Regions from separate parts of the Gossypium hirsutum genome. Here all the other regions are linked to region 1. A link is a contact called in public Hi-C data. All regions are on one chromosome and are shown on one strand. Each heading gives the region's core, a stretch centred on a gene start, on an enhancer-like site or on the middle of the called end of the contact. The rest is flanking DNA. Distances are from core to core; before and after follow the strand shown.

Region 1 (2,817 bases), core at 105-2,604:
GAATTAAATTATTAATGGTAACGATGATCACAATGCTTATATACATCATTTTTTTATAAAGTTGATATTCGCATAAATAAACTATAATGAGATAGATGATATGATGTGCAGTGCAAATTATAAAAATAATTATAACTTGTAAAACATCAAAAGTATTATTTGAATTTATCAAAATCCATAAGACTAATTCAAATTCGAAAAAAATCTAAATTTAAAAAAAAATTAAACCCAAAAGAGATCGAGCATAAAAAAAATCTGAGTCTTTAAAACTTTGAGCTTTCAAAAAAAAAAACAGAGCTAGAGTTAATCTGAGCCCAAAAAAATTGAAGAATAAAAAGATTTGAATCCTAAAACAACTCAATTTGAGGTCGACTGAACTCGCCCGCTTGCTATCTGTACTGAAAAGTTGCTTGAACCACTTCTAATGCATTCTATCAGTAGGTTATTAACGAAAAAAAAAGTGTCCGTTTTCTTCATGGAAATATTTGATGTACTAAAAATATCTATTATTCTATACACTGTTAGAGAGTCAAATGATGGTGAGTTATTAAAAATAAATTAAGCGAACAATTGTTTTTTAAATATTAATAAATACAAATCAAATTTTAAAAACATCAAATCTATATTAAAAATTACATCCTTAAAATATTTTGAAGAACTTTACAAATGAAACAAAATCCCCCAACATGTGTGGTTTCCTATAAAGAATAGTAAAACAAACCCAATTATCATCTAAGAGAAGAAAAAAGTTAAGAAAATACAATAAAATCAATGAGTGAGTGAGTGACATTGAAAGAAAAATAATCAGTAACAAGACAAAGACCATAAAAAGGGAGTAAGAAATGGGGCCAAAATTTTTGGGTTGGAAGAAGAACAAGAAGCTTCTTCAAACCTCACAGCTATACAATGGGGTGAACAATAGATATCATTTCTCGTACAAATAAATCTATACAGATACAGAAAACGCGTGCAAATATCAAATAAAAAGATGGGAGAAATGGGCTTCAAGATTTTGGTGTCTGATATGGGATTTTGTGTGGGGTTCCAACTATTTCCATCATAATATACATTTGTAAGAGATGGGAAATTTGTTTCTTCAGATTCATGTATTTTTATATGCATGTATATAGAGATCTAAGATGATTCATTAGAAAAAAAAAACTTCATTTCTGATTTTTTTTTTGCAATTATTTGATGTCTAGAAAAGTGAAATTGTCCACTACGAAAATGCACAAAAATTGCTATCAACATGGTGGGTTTTGGGTTTTTCTTTTTCTTTTTTTGAAAGTGAAGATATATACATACAAAATATATATATGAGAACTGTATGAAATTATTGGTAACATAATGTACCCCATTTGTATGGGTGATGTCATTTGCTATTTTGGTTGTATTGTTCTTTTTTGAAAGGGAAAGAAGATAAGTACTATTGATAAAAAAAAGTATGTTTTGTCTTTAATTTAAAGCCTCACCTTTTTTTTTACTTATTGTTACTTTATTTACTTATATATATATTGTGTTGGGTAAATTATATCTGATTATCAGCTTGAATTTGTGTATGTTTGTGTGGAATATTTCATAGTTAACGTTTTGTCTGATGTACAACATTAATTTCATACTAATAAATATGGAAAATAAAAAAAAAGAATTATATAATTTTAGACTTATTGAAGATTCAGGTTATTAAGTTAGGAAAAGAATTTAAAATTAAATTTATAAAAAAAAATTAGACCCGTTTAAAATATGAGTCAAATTTAAGTAAAATTTTTAAATAGTACTAAACTTGGTATTAATTTTATTGATTAAAAAAATTATAGTTAAAATTTAAATTTAGTAGATTGGCAAAAATTATTACATATAATGACCCTACAAATTTCACAATCCTATACGACAACAGGAACACTTAAATAAATAAATAAATAAATAAATACTCTAAATAAATAAACAACGAAAGGAAAATACAATGCGTATTGTATAATTGATATTATGAGATTTATGCATGTAATACTCAAATGTTATTTAAATAATTTTTTTATTAAATTACTTAAAAATGTCAAAAAAATTTTATCAGAAATGATCAATTTTTGAAAAATTTATGGGAGTAGATTGATTTTACAAAAGCACTTCTAACTAAAAGCGTTGTGGCAACACAAATATTTTTTTTTATTTCTTGATGTCACTTATTAATGTAAAAATAAAACTTATAAAATATGTCTTTATATAGACTCATAGTCTTATTTTTCTTGTTTTTTTAAGCGATGTGAAATTTGGGATATGTGTATATATAGACTCATAATCCATTTGCAGTTTTTTCCTAAACAATGTGGGATTACTTACACTTTTACCAACACCTTTTTATCATGTTTGGAGCTGTGAATAAAACAAGAGAGAAATGTGAAGATGTGTGTGAGAGATATTATTAAATAATAATTCAATTCAATTTAATTTTTTTAATATTATTAAAAATGTCATGTATCAACTCTTAATTAGTTGAAAGAATTTTTCCAGGCCATAATAGTTATAAAATTATAGTTTAGATCGTCTTTTGAAAAAAAATTAAACACCTAACAAAAAATTATATAATCTGAAGGTTGTTTATTCCAATTTTTTTATACAACAATATTATAAAATATAACTCAAAAGATGATGATAATAATAATAATAATAATAATAATAATAATAATAATAATAATAATAATAATAATAATAATAATAATAATAATAAAAGATACCAAATAAACATGACTATAGTGATAATTACGAGATCATATGATACTTTTTTATTTGTGTTTACACAAATACTAAAACTCCAAAATT
Region 2 (2,817 bases), core at 235-2,734, 120 kb before region 1:
TCTTAAATAAGGTCAAATTGTGCTTCAACATAAGAATTAGTCACTACACTTTCCCCTTTTACTTTTATATTATCATCAATTAATTTAAAATAATTAACATCTATTACAGATAGCTTTCTTAATCCTTTCAAACATAAAATTAAAAATTAAAAAAAAATCATGTCAACATAATAAATTGAAAGGAGTGTTTTTTAGAGAAAAAAATAGATCTAACATTTTACCAAATAATGATATTACAAAAGTAAAAAATCAAATTATGTTAAATTAAATTATATTAATTAAATCACTAATAAAATTTAAATTTCATGATAAAGTTACAGTTATAAAATTTTGAATTTTTAAATTTAAGTCTCACGTATATAAATATATGAGATCTTGTTAAATTAATTATTTAATTCAATGCTTATAATAGTTGTTTCTATTGGATGGGTTATAACTTCAAAATAAAAATAGAAACATAGTATAAACATGGAAAAATAGGAAGTTGGATAATGAGGACTAATTTTGATGGTTGTAAGATAGTGATAAAAAATGGTAAAAAAAAACAGTACCATATCTAATGGAGTAAGGTCGTTTTAACTGGACATTCACATGGGTCTAATTTGATTTGTCTCCTATGCAACACCAATCCGACAATAGGATTATATGGCTATCTGCTAGACCGTAAAACTAGCTGACATTATTATTATAGAAACCTATGCATATTTTTACGTTGTTCAAGATATTTGCTCAGTGACACATTCAAGTTGACGCCTGCCTTTTACAAACAAACACGAGATTTTACTTTTTATTTAGAAAAAAAGATTAAGTTGTAGTCGTAAATCAAATCAAAATACTTGTGATTATATATAATGAAAAATTGTATTGAGAGATGTAGTTGTGTTTCTTGTTGATAGTTCGTATATGAAATAGAAACTTGAAATGTAATATTAAGGTTGTAGTGATGGGAGTATAATTTGATTTTTTGTAATGTTAGTAAGCTGCTACTTGTTAGTGTTAAATGGATGATATGGTTTCTTAACATTGTTTTTATTTTTTTAAAAGGTCGTGGCATCACTTCAAGAGCATAGTAAATAATATTATCAAACTGACAAATATCAATAATAGAATCTTTATATTATATTTAATTTAAAATTTTAGTTTTTATATTTTCTGACATAATTTAATTCTATTATTGTTAATGTTTTGTCTTAATACAAAAAACAACAACCTACAACTATATCAAAAACCCAAAACGTAGAAATATGCAATTAGTAATTTCTCACTAGTTCTTTTTATTAGTTTATTATGCTAAAATTTTAATTTTTTTTAAATTTAATTTAATATAATTTAATCCCTCTATTTTTATTACTAATATATATATATATAATTTCACTAACATCAACGTCGTGAAAAAAGTGATGTGATTCTTATGATCGGACGGCTAACAGTCCAAAGCAAGAAGTATGTGGATGTTGTTGGGCCTTATCTTGGGCCCACCGCACATGTGGCCGCGTAGGCCCTTTTCTTTCGGTTTGATAGAAGTCAACTGTCTGTTTGAGGGCCCAATTGCAAACTTCTCAAAAACTTTCGATACCGACGAAATTTATTTAAACATTTTGTCTTGCCTTCTACTATATATATATATTCATCATCGACATTTCCCCAAAATGGAAGACCACCAATTTGCCGAATGGCCCATCTTGAATAAAATTTATCTACTTATGTAAAGGTGTTCATGGTCAAGTCATATTCGGTCCTAATCCATATATGGAATTAACATCATATATAATTGTTCATGTCGGATCCCCATATACGCCTCAAATTTCAAGATAGCCCAAACCCATTTAAGTCGGTTATATTAGTTTGTTCTTTTTTATATTAAATAAATTTTATATTTTAATTTTATTTAAAATTTAAACATGAGCTTAAACATATTTTTAATATTTACATTAAAATATTTTATATATAATTCTCATATGATATAAATTACATACTATATAAAAAATAAAGAAAATAATATATTATACAATTACAAAATAAGTTGGGCCTAGTTTGAGCATTGACTACTAGGGTTCAAGTTTGATCCATATTTTAAATGAATTTATATTTTTCACTTTAGTTAAATTTTTGGATTTAATGTTTTTGACAAAACCCTTCCAATTATTAAGCGAGCTTCAAGCTTGGACAAGTAGCTCAATCCTTAGACATGTCTTAGGACAATAAAAATTATATTCAATTAGAGATAAATGCAAACACCTCCAAAATTATAAAATATGAAAAGTTATTTTATTAATTTTAATCAAGCTTGATATCACGAATTAACTGACACCAATTCAATCATTAAATTTATCAAAAATTTTTCGTGAAATAACTCAATCAAACAATACTTGCATAAGAATAATTATATTATTTAAACTTTTATATTTAAATTTACCTAAACCTTTTCGTCCTCTAAAAATACTAAAATTTTGGTGTTTTTATTCAAATGGCCTAGATTCGAATGCTTCGATTTTTATTTTTAATGCATATATTTTCTTTATTTTTAATCCATATTTTTAATAATAACTTTTTTATTTATATAGATAAACTAATAAATATGTAATATTTTGATATATATATTTTATATATAATTTTTATATGTTAAATATTTATTATTTTCATCTACATTGTAGTATGGTAAATTCTAATATTATAAAATCAAAATATTATTTTATTAAATATATTTTTTATATTTATTTTTCTTCTATGTCATGGTTAATAACTTTTTTATTTAGACAAAATAATAAGTATGTAATTGTATAATAAAAATATATATTATATATCTATGTTAAATAT
Region 3 (2,817 bases), core at 194-2,693, 94 kb before region 1:
AAATAGATGTTGTAAAAGTTTTATTTTGAGTTTTTCAAAACTTACGCAATACCTTTATCGTTAACTCTCTATTTTTTCAGTTTTATTTTATTTTTAATTTTAACTGTAACGTTTTATTTTTCTTTAAAATTTCTATTTTAAATTATGTCAAATAAGAATTCAACAATTAAATTAATGATTTTAATAATAAAGAACTTGATTGATGCAATATCAATATCATTTTGCACTTTAAAAACTAATTTAAGATAAAAATCACAATTTAGCAACGTTCTTATATATAATATATTTTAGTGTAAACACTTGGCCAACATCTTGGGTTGTATATAAGTCTGTTGAGCGGTGGATGACAACTACGGAAAAGGGTTTTTGATTATGAAGCTGACGGTCACAGCTCCAATCATAATAACACCAATGTAACTGTATGTATGTATGTAAAGTTAAGACAAGTTTATATATTTATGTCATGATTATACTAAATGATACTGATAGCTTTGGTAGGAAAATGAAAGATGGGGTGGGTATTGGCCAAAATTTTAAGGAAAAAATGAAAAATAACTTTTGTTGCTACAGTAGATTGTCATGGTTTTTGTTCTACTTTTAGTGGACCAAAGCTCCAAGGTTTACTGTTTGGCTGAAAGTACAGGAGGAGCAGAACTAGGAGGCTGATGGAATCTTTCACAAAAACCAAACAAAAATTCAATGGCCTTATTTCAAAGACAGATTGTAAGGTGCATCACAAATGAAAAAAGAAGAAATGACTTTGAGTTGGTATCTCTCTTTTATATAGCGTACAACTGTATGTAATTAATACAAATATATTTGTAATGTATAAAACCAGTGCAGGGAAGTGTTGAGGGGACAAAATTGGGTTATACTTGTTTAGGTACCATGAGATATTTCCACTTTGTAAATTCATTAGGTTTCATGAAAAAGTAATGAAACAAAACTTTATTAAGAGATAATACTTGAATTGTATGATGTAAATCTCAATCTTTAAGATTCACGAGAGAGCCAAAGCAGATTAAGTTTGTGATAATATGTGATTCAACCAACGAAATGAAAGTCGTAAAGGAAGTGTTGGAAATTTTTGTTGAAAGATGATTGGAAAAGAACAGTACAGCGACAACGTTGAAATATCTTGTGAATGTGATATTAGACAATGACTCTTAGTTGCAACATATTTCAACGCCCTTTATCATAAGAGCCTACATATATATTAATAGGCAGTAGAAATCATGCAAATTAACTTTATCCTTACCGACTTAAACATCACCATCTTAATAATTCAAAGGCTCTACATTTTTCAAATGCTTTTGGTCATAAATAAATATATATATAATTCTCCGTTTAAATGCATTAAAATTCTTTATGTGAGGCTGAAAGCTAGCGAAGTTGATGACATGGGGGCCCCTCTATGGAATTGAAACGGATCAGTGAAATGATAGCTTTGAGAGGTTTCAAAGATTCTTTGCTTCTTTTCTCGCTTCTATTTTTTTTCCATCTCTACGGTAACGTTGAAATTAAGAACAGTTTGTTGATCACACACACACACACACACACACATGGGTTAATTGCACCAATGTTCTCAAATTAAAACTTAGATTTTAATTTGGTCCTAAATTTCAAAACGTTTTGGTTGAATTATTAAAGTCAATATTGTATCACTTTTATTATGGTTGAAGTATTATTTTTTGGGTAAACTATCCCATTAGTCACCCAATTTAATCTCCTTATAAAATTTCAATTTTTTTATGTTTCTAAATTAAAAATAAACTCAAATAACTCATCTTTAATATCTGTCTATGAAACACAAATTTCTTTTGATTTTATAATCTTGAATCTTTCATGCTAAGTTAAAAGTAAAAGAAAAATCCTTATCAAAACTCATAATTGTTTACATCACTTCTTTACCTAAACCAAGACCAAGCAATTAATTTAATTAATTGTAAGAATTTTTCATTTGCTTTTAACTTAGCATGGAAGAATCAATATTATAAAATCAAAAGAAATTTAAGTTTCATAGGAAATTAATAAATATGAGTTATTTAAGTTGATTTCATTAAGAATAATTTAGAAACATAAAATAAAATTTTAAAATTTAGGAGATTAAATTAATTAATTTCAACATTCTAGTAACAAATCGTTTGACATAATCAAGGGATAAAAAATTTTCAACTTTTTAAAAAAAAAATTATTTTGATGTTTTGAAATTTAAAATGTCAATGTTAAAAAAAGAAAGAATTTTAGAATTTTCAGCCGTAGATAAACAGGTAAAATTTTACAATTTTTGAGTATTATTTTAGTTTTTACCACTTTTCACTTTAATCCTGGATTTTTTTACCTCAACCGTACTTAAAAAAAGATATTTTTGAGTGACCAAAATGAAATCAACCTAGAAGTTGGGTGACCAAAATGAAAGTGTAAACATGATGTGGCATGTATAGCTAATCGTCATTAGAGATTTAATGCTTGGGTGACTGATAAGGGAGTGACCAGAAGAAGGATCGTACTCAAGTTGTTCGACTCGAAAAAGAAAGATTTGGATCTGACTTGAAAGAAGAAATAGAAAAATTTAGAAATTAAAGAAAACGAAAACACTAAAAGAAGAAATTTAAGAACTAAGAATAAATATTCAAAATAATAAATAAATAAATAAAATTTAAAAGAGAAAGATGGATCGAATAAACCGATGGATATGATGGATAAAAGGATATGTATCCAATTGAACTATTTGAGATATAAATCCCAACAAAATCAATTAATGACTCTAATCAATTAATGACTCTAATTAACCTAATCAAGAAGTAGTTTTAAACT
Region 4 (2,817 bases), core at 215-2,714, 72 kb before region 1:
AAATACTCTCTACTTGTTCCTTGTGAATTGCCACGACATTTAGATTGTTGGGTCATTTTTTAGTTATAATTGATATTATTAGTTCAATCATTAATTCCCTTCACCAATTTATACTTTGTTCCTTTTGCAGGATTTCATTCTTTAAATCTTCAGTTATACTTACCAATTCAAATCAACTTCTGATCCTTGTGGAGACGATACTCTCTCATCATTATATTACTTGAATCGACATGTACACTTGTACATTTACGTTATTTACACGCAACAATAACACTACACCACACTTCTAAGTACCTCACCAATACCATTTTCTCTTAAAAGAGGTCACTTTATAACCTTCCCTTTAATGGGGGAACAATTGTTGGATGTACTTCACTAGGCTATATCTCGCTGAAGAAAAAGGCTACGCCAAGTCAGCAGGCCTCTCCAAGCTCACCAACAAGATTATTGTTACTTGTCGCACATATACCCAATAATCATGCCTCATCAAATCACATCATCAACCTAATGAGAAAGAACTGGACTATAAGACTTTATTAACAACCCACCAATCAAGAGATAGCATGTAATCTATAAATGTTGCTTTTAAATTCCTCTAATCTTAGTTCTCATCTTCTTCAACCTTGAGAATCTTCTTTATGACTCTCGGCCAATGAACCATTCCACAAATCTCCTTCCCTTTCATTCCATAAAAAAAGAAAAGGAAATAGCTTAATAAATAAATCCAATTGTGCGATTATATTTATGTTTATAATTTCCAAACGGTCATACAAGTAAAGTCTATAAACGGAGCCAGCCAAGAACAACGTAATATGATTAAAACATGAAATTCCTTCATTAATTATCTACCTAAACCCTTAATATTTTTAAAAGTAACACCTGGTTTTTAGACACGACAGTTAACAAAGAGTCACAGTAAAATTTTCTTTCAAATACCAAAAAAAAAAACGATATTTCATTGTATAGATCTAATCAACCCCCCAAAAAAAAGAGAAAGAGAAAAGGAGTACCCAAAGGAAATAGAATCAATCAATACATGGGGGACCATCCCCATATTTTATATACATATAATAGTCATAGATATTTTAATTTTGATAAGCTCTTGTGGGGACTTATTACTGACCAATATGCATGGCAGTAGACATTTTAATGAAGGCTTGATAAATAATCATATATAAGTAAATTTTTGTATATATATATTTATGATCCCATCGTTCCCTCCCCTTTTGTTTTTAGCTAGATATCTTCTTCCATTATTAATTTCCACGCCACTTGGACGTTGCTACGATGTAATGCACTCCAAGCAGGCATATCTCGACAACTCATCCACATAAAAGATAGTTATCTATAAATATATAAAGGAATTTAAAAGAATTTAGATTCATGGAAACGGTGATGGATTGATGGGGTCATATCGAAGGAGATGCAATTTCTTCTTTATCTTTCTTTTTTTTTTATTGAAAGTGTGAGGTATCGCTGTCGACTATAGTTATGAGTTCTGGTCCAGAGTCCATTTCCATATTTAACAGCAAGGCATTAAAATATATGTCCTTAGGGAAGGGGAGAGAAGGGTTTTTAATGCTTTATTAGGAGTTGTCATGCAAGTTTGTGAAGTTGATATCTATTGTCTCTAGCTATGCTTTTGTACCCCTTAAGGCTATTGCCAAGTATGTGCCATCAAATGAATCAAACCTACCCAATGATTTAAAAAAAAATTGCCCCCAATGCCACGGTAAAATTCGACAATTAAATGTGGATGCTAAAAATCAAAATTGAGCTGTCAATTTAACTTACATATATTCAAGTATTTAAATAATATTAATATCTAATTCAATTTTTAAATAACTCTTACCTTTAATCCTTGTAACAAAATTACTAAAACAAAAATTATTAAGTTAATTTGTATCCCTTTTACAGTTTGTCTTTGGCTATAAATCTAGCCAAGATTTATTGTCCTTTACCATCCTCTACTGGAAACCCCACCAAACACACACCTCGTGAAGGTCTCTACTAGACAATGAGAAAAGACCTTTCCTAATTATTCACCACCATGTAGGTTGAATACTTTGGCAAGATGGCATGTCACTTAAGAAGCACATAGAAGCAAACATGTCCACAATAACCCTTGACTCGTCCCATGAATGTCCAGAAGATACCTATATAAAGGCACTTATATATATTGTTGATATAGGCTACAACAAGGGAGGAGAGTAAGGAGTAAATGGTGGTTCTATAGAGGCTGGTTCACCTATAGAGATGGAGAGCCATAAAGGAACAAGAGGACAGGCTGATTGTTGAGAGAGAGTATTTGGGTAGAGTAAATTAGGGGCTATAAAATTGATCCCTTCTTCATACTTGGAAGAGTATTTGAGAGGTTCTCTTGTGCACTAGCTAGACGTGGCAGGATAAATACTCAGTTCAAACAATTGTGTAAATGATATTCATAGTGGGGCCTATCTTGTTATTTATTCGATTAGTACAAGGTTGTTATGACCAAGTGGGCCCCTCATTATCTTGAGAATGTTTTCACACTTAGGGGTGTTTACACCTAAAAGAAGAGTTGTAATGACTCGGTTTCTAGTGGTACTAGAAACTGCGGTTTTGGAACCTCGTTTCTATAAACCAACTCCGTAAATATAAAATAGGAATATTTATGGAGTTATTGTATAAACAAATTGAAATTTAGATAGGTAATTTAGCTAAAATTATGCTTAATGAAAGCCTAGCGACTAAATTATAAAAATTTAATTGCTATAGATTTTTAATTAGGAATAAGCTTGGGGGCTTAAATAGAAATTATGCCAAGAACCAAAATGG

What was found. A called contact is a pair of places that touch in the nucleus more often than the background predicts.
Region 2: a Hi-C map of leaf shows a contact between it and region 1, with 1.6 times the contacts expected there. The contact joins two enhancer-like sites. A contact is called at or near these places in 6 of 34 Hi-C or Micro-C datasets (anther, callus, cotyledon and 3 more).
Region 3: a contact with region 1 is called in a Hi-C map of leaf, with 1.9 times the contacts expected there. The contact joins two enhancer-like sites. A contact is called at or near these places in 3 of 34 Hi-C or Micro-C datasets (callus, leaf and petal).
Region 4: a contact with region 1 is called in a Hi-C map of leaf, with 1.6 times the contacts expected there. The contact joins two enhancer-like sites. A contact is called at or near these places in 3 of 34 Hi-C or Micro-C datasets (all in leaf).

What each region holds. Positions count from the first base shown.
Region 1 is chrD06:20,823,162-20,825,978 of Gossypium_hirsutum_v2.1, forward strand. No RefSeq gene overlaps it. Among protein-coding and RNA genes, the nearest start is that of LOC121218899, 9.2 kb to the right of the region's middle. Within about 2 kb of position 1,355, at least 2 of the 9 cell types and tissues checked have an H3K27ac peak or open chromatin away from gene starts, as enhancers often do. A contact at or near this core is called in leaf, where this site is marked.
Region 2 is chrD06:20,704,562-20,707,378 of Gossypium_hirsutum_v2.1, forward strand. No RefSeq gene overlaps it. Among protein-coding and RNA genes, the nearest start is that of LOC121218511, 32 kb to the left of the region's middle. Within about 2 kb of position 1,485, at least 3 of the 9 cell types and tissues checked have an H3K27ac peak or open chromatin away from gene starts, as enhancers often do. A contact at or near this core is called in leaf, where this site is marked.
Region 3 is chrD06:20,728,783-20,731,599 of Gossypium_hirsutum_v2.1, forward strand. No RefSeq gene overlaps it. Among protein-coding and RNA genes, the nearest start is that of LOC121218935, 18 kb to the right of the region's middle. Within about 2 kb of position 1,444, at least 2 of the 9 cell types and tissues checked have an H3K27ac peak or open chromatin away from gene starts, as enhancers often do. A contact at or near this core is called in leaf, where this site is marked.
Region 4 is chrD06:20,750,862-20,753,678 of Gossypium_hirsutum_v2.1, forward strand. No RefSeq gene overlaps it. Among protein-coding and RNA genes, the nearest start is that of LOC121218935, 3.6 kb to the left of the region's middle. Within about 2 kb of position 1,465, at least 2 of the 9 cell types and tissues checked have an H3K27ac peak or open chromatin away from gene starts, as enhancers often do. A contact at or near this core is called in leaf, where this site is marked.